Linked DNA regions of Zea mays: region 1 is linked to region 2. Evidence: chromatin contacts called from public Hi-C data. All regions are on one chromosome and are shown on one strand. The core of a region is the stretch at or near the end of the contact, and the rest is flanking DNA. Distances in the headings are between cores, read along the strand shown.

Region 1 (2,700 bases), core at 16-2,515, 410 kb before region 2:
TGAGCTGTCTCTAGTGAAAAAAATCAAGAAACATGTTTATAAATATTGTGTATTAACTATAGAAGAGGTCGTCTTTACGTGACTCTTTATAAATATTGTGTATTAACTATATTTATTATTTATAAGTTTAGGATTATATTATACGGTCTTTTATCTGTCTCTAATATTTAGAAAACCGTCAGTTACATGCTCTAAGTGCTAACAAAGACCAGATTAAAAACATATTCCTATGGGCAAGCGCAAATAAAAATCGCTCGCAAATTCCTGCCAGTACGGCAGTGCTTTGACCACCGCTCGCACACGCAGACACGCGGTGTAGCTTACTGGCTCTAGGCTCCTCTTTAAATCCAAGAGAGATTCGCTTTTCTGTCCAGCACCGTTCTCTAGATAAAAAGGTGTCTATTTATTATATAATTGAGTTTTTTTCTTTTCTCTATTTATTTTAATACTTTAAATAACACATATATAAAATATCTGAAAGTATGATACATACATACGGATAAAAAATTCAAATAAAATATATTTTTAATATATTACTCTCTACGTCTCAAATTAAAATTTATTTTACCTTTTTAATATATTAATAAATAATTAATGTATGTGTTCTATCATCTATTTAAATATAGAATAAAAAACTAATAGCTATGATGATTAATATTTTAAGACGGAAGGAGTATTTATGTATAGAGAATGAGTTGCTGCAGAGGAATAAGTGAAGACAATTTACTAGAGCAGAGGTAAGGACGTAAGGTCCGAATAGAAAGGATAAATATAAGCACGATCTTAACTCACCCTGGAGGCGGCGAGGGGCGCGGTCTCGCGGGAGTCGTACACGACGGCCGTGCCGTCGGCGAGCCTGACGAGCATGAAGGCGCCGCCGCCGACGCCGCTGGAGGCCGGGCTGACGACGCCGAGGCAGAAGGCGGAGGCCACAGCCGCGTCCACGGCGCTGCCGCCCTCGCGGAGCGCGTCCCGGCCGATCCTCGAGCACCGCAAGTCGTCCGCCGCCACGGCGCCGTGCGGCGACGTCACCGCCTCCCTGCGCCCCGCTGGCGCTGCCGAGGCAGCAGCCGCTCCCGCGGCGGCGAGTAGGAGGAAGAGGAGGAGAGCGGCGGTGCTGACTGGCTCCCATTGGAGTTGGAGACGTCGGGCTGCAGAGCTCAAGATGGGGAAGGCTTAGAAAAAAATGAATGGATAGTGTTACGAATACACCGTCCAGAAGGAAAGACCGAAAGATTGGGCACCTACCCGCCATGGCGCGGGAGAACGAGAGTAGAGGGAGCCTATGAGCAAAGCCTACTCCTAGATGGCTATATTGATTGGAAGGACGAGTTACCGGTTTTATTCTGTGGGCTGTATCTCAGATTTTGATTATTTTGTATTGCTGAGCACGGTTTGTGGCACCGGCCGCGATCGGCTGGACCGACCGGATAGTCCGGTCTACGCTTGCGGACAATTCGTGGATAGATCATATCAGTCGAATTAACTTATATCTTTACGTGTGTTTATTTTTATAAAGTTATAAGAGTTAATGGAGGACGACTAAGAACGGCTACAGACCTTCTCTTATATATTTAAAGATGTACGGTTGATTGAACAACCAAAATCGAACTAAAATTAATATACCTTCCGTTCTTTACTTTTTACTCTATGAGTAGACACTTCTTCACCTTGATCTCCACCCCTATTTGACTCTATATTGTTTAGAGACGTCTTGGATGACCTACCGATCCCAAAACAAACTCTATGACCTCTCCTCCCTGACGGACCCCTCTTGGTCTTGGGGTCAGATCCAGGTGATGTTGGCGAACGCCGCCGTCTCTGCACACGCGGACCGTCCGGCTCGACGCAGAGAAGACTCAGTTCCCTGCTGCAGGTCGTGGACCGTCCGACCCTATGCCGCGGACCGTCCGTGCTGCCATCAGCGACGGACCGGAGGTTTTAGGGGCCCAGTGCAAATTTAAAATAGAGGCCCATCAAACTATTGTTATATAAAAATGGTACCAATATATAAACTCAAGACACATCTAAAAATGTTCATACCAAGCAACAAATAAATAAAAAGATACATATTATAGTATTATCTTAAAAGTTCTTTTAACATGTTTAAATACGACCGGGTTGTGAACGCTTCGTGACTGCTAATTATTCGACATTTCACTATTAAGCTATTGTGTCTCATAGTCTAATTACTGAATGTATAACTAGGTTCGGGGCCCTATATAATTGGGGGCCCGGGGAGGCAGCCCCTCCGCCCCACCCTCAGGGCCGCCACTGGCTGCCATAAGGGCACCGCCGCCGGTACACCTCGTAGTGATTGACGTCAGATCGGCGGCAACACACTTTTTCACGACTCCGCTGGAGGAACCACATAGAGTATCAGATCGTCCCAATGGTCAGTTCAAAGGATAATTCCGACGTCTCTCCAAATAACATCATCAAGCCGACTATGGAGACTCTATCAGTCGAAGATCAGCAAGAGTTTGAGGAACACAAAGAGTAGGTGATCAAGGAAGCACAAGCGAAATTCCTGACCAACTTTAAGGTGGACAGGAATCACAAAGTTGTCTGACAGCGGGTAACTGATCTGGCTTCGCTCCGGCCTGCTACAACTACCCCAAAATAAGTGAAACAAGAGAAATCTAATATCTTAGATCTTACATAGATGAACAATGAAAACAAATGCAACATGAGAATACC
Region 2 (2,700 bases), core at 2-2,501:
GGGGGCTTCAGCGCGGGAAAGTCGGGTCTCTGTTGCAATTTACTCGCTCAACGTTGTGGGCCGTCCGGGTTTGCTCCAATCTAGTCTTACGTCTTCTCCGCTTCGTTGATTGTCTTTCCCCAGGCCCACGAAAGAACGACCTTACGATTTATCGGGCCTTTGGGCCTTTCGTGAGGTCTTTTATCTCTTTAGTGGATCCGGTGGATATCTATCCCCCACAGTGACCGCGTACAATGGCGGGTCGTTATGGTCCTTCTGCTGCACCTGCTTCGTGGCCGGGCAGCTCATGTTGTCCTTGTACGTGCATCTGTAGTAATACCTGCGGCAAGGAGGGGCAAGAAGCAGCCGTGTGTGAGTGGAATGAACACCTGCTGGCCGCCGGTTTGGATGTGGACAATTGGAAGAAACAAACAGCGAAGTGGAGGGAGGTTGGCTAATAGAGTCGTGTTCTTTGTCGGCGAAGATAGATTTCTCATAAACACGTGCGCAGACGTAGAATCACTTTTTTTGCAGCGTCGGGCGGGGTTCACGGTGGGTCGCGGCGGGGTTCGCGGCGTTTGCGGAGCGACGGCGTCGGGTAGGACGCATGGACCGGATTGTGCAGGGAGGTGGCTCTCGCGACGTGGGAGGACGGAGACGAGAGCGGTCTACATTAGCATCTTAATAGATAGTATAGATTGAGTCTCTCGATATGTTTCGCTAAAGTAAAAAAAAAATACAAGAAATAGACTATTCGCAAAACCTCATTTTTTCGTGACTTTTTATATATATTGTCTTTTACTTGTATTTATGATCTAAGGCCAGGCTCTATCTCAGAATTGTATCATGCAGATTGTATTTTGAAAACGAGTAGCTTTGAAAAAGTCCACGATTGACTGTTAATTTTAAGAGATAGTGCACGCTAGCTAGCGCAAGACAACCTGAACGAAAAATACGCCGGGCGGACTGGTCGATTAGCAGCAGTACAGTACAGGCTACAGCACCCGGGCCAGCACACACGCTTGCTGGGTCAGCCACTCAGCCCACGCCTTTGACCAAGACCTTGTTGCACAGAAGTATATAATAAGACAGAAAATAAAAGTAGAAATAAGAAGAAAAAAGATTCAAATGCCGATGCCGTCCAGATCATTCAAGCACAGCTTTACCTGTGACCGTGAGGTTCCTGCCGTCCGGATTTTTCTGAAATAAAATTGGATGGAGGAAAATATATCTAGAGCCGAGTGCCCCGACGATCGACCGACCGACGTACACCCCCTTTCTCTTCGCTCTTCGCCCTTCCTTCCTACCTGTGCTGCCTTCCTGGCAACCTGTCTCAGCAATTAAGCTAATTCCTTGGCCCGGCAATGGCTAGGGTTGAGCTCCTCGCGCTGCTGTGCCTCGCGGGCACCCTGGGCGCGCAGGCCACCGCCGGCCCCCGCCCCGATGCGAGGGTCGGCGTGTACGAGCTCAAGCTGGGGGATTTCTCCGTCAAGGTCACCAACTGGGGCGCCCGATTAATGTCCGTCGTCCTTCCCGACTGCAAAGGTCCGTGCAGTCCTCTCCCTTCCTGCTAGCTGCTGTCGCCTCTGCAACTGCCCTCGCTCGCCGCACAGGCTAAATTAAGTTCGTGCTCGTGGGTTTGCAGGGAACTTGGCTGATATCGTCCTGGGCAGAGATACCGTCGCTGAATACTTTGTAAGTTCGGCAGATCACCGTCTCTTGTTTCTTTTTTCTAGCCAATCGATCCATGATCTTTCTCCTGCATAGATCGATAGCACGTGTGTTGCATTTAGTTTGCGTCTTTTCTTCTTCATTTTTCACTCTGCACTAGTTCTGTTCGTCAGCGAATTCCACCTCTCTAATTAACAAACTTCGCAGTCGTCGGTCGCTCTCCAAACATAGCGACTTCATTTTTTTCTTCTTCTTTACTATTCTCCCTCATTTACTCTCTCTCGTTCAGCTTTAGAATCCCAAGCACCACGGTCAAGACTTTGAAAACCAAGCATGAGCTAGAGCTAGAATATTAGGCCACCAACCGAACTTTTGTAGAAAAGAAAATTAAGGGGAACTGGAAGGAAATGATTATTATCACATTGTGATCTGTGCTGTACAGGATGGCACTCCATCGCTATCTTCCCCTAATTTAAAACTGACAAAGATCACTCGAGATCATGCTCTCTCTCTCTCTCTCTCTCTCTCTCTCTCTCTCTCTCTCTCTCTCTCTCTCTCTCTCTCTCTCTCTCTCTCTCTCTTCTCGAGGGGGAAAAAAAATAAGCGAGACCGTGCAAGTGTCGATACGCATCATGTGAATGGAGCCTATGGCTATGGCACGCTGCTGAATTTTTCAACACACAACAGCGGCTTAAAGTTGTTCTTCCCACGCAGAACGACACTTCTTACTTTGGACCGATAACCGGCCGCGTGGCTCAGCGGATATCGAGGGGCCGGTTCGTCCTCGACGGGAAAGTCTACCACCTGCAACGAAACGACGGCAGGAACACGATTCACGGTACGGTTCGTGCCTACACCCAGAGCCAGAGGATTGCTCTGCTCCAACCGTCCGTGATGGATCAGTCCTCGAGTAATCGAGTTCCACTTCCACCGCTGTTCATGACATGGGAGCGAGATCGTTCACTCATTCACCTGCATCTGTTCGTGCATCCAGGTGGTGGCACAGCGTTCAGCAAAAGCGTCTGGACGGTGAAGGAGTATGTCGGCGGC

What was found. A called contact is a pair of places that touch in the nucleus more often than the background predicts.
Region 1: a Hi-C map of tassel shows a contact between it and region 2, with 2.9 times the contacts expected there. The contact joins the promoter of LOC100281180 here to the promoter of LOC100383094 in region 2. A contact is called at or near these places in 4 of 25 Hi-C or Micro-C datasets (ear, leaf, leaf mesophyll and 1 more).

What each region holds. Positions count from the first base shown.
Region 1 is chr2:44,590,766-44,593,465 of Zm-B73-REFERENCE-NAM-5.0, reverse strand. LOC100281180 (gamma-glutamyltranspeptidase 1) reads right to left here and starts at 1,265. Exons shown (of 7, transcript NM_001154099.2): 1 at 1,249-1,265; 2 at 793-1,151. The coding sequence starts at 1,255.
Region 2 is chr2:44,182,942-44,185,641 of Zm-B73-REFERENCE-NAM-5.0, reverse strand. LOC100383094 (Galactose mutarotase-like superfamily protein) reads left to right here and starts at 1,251. Exons shown (of 5, transcript NM_001175765.1): 1 at 1,251-1,524; 2 at 1,625-1,674; 3 at 2,365-2,488; 4 at 2,645-2,700. The coding sequence starts at 1,344.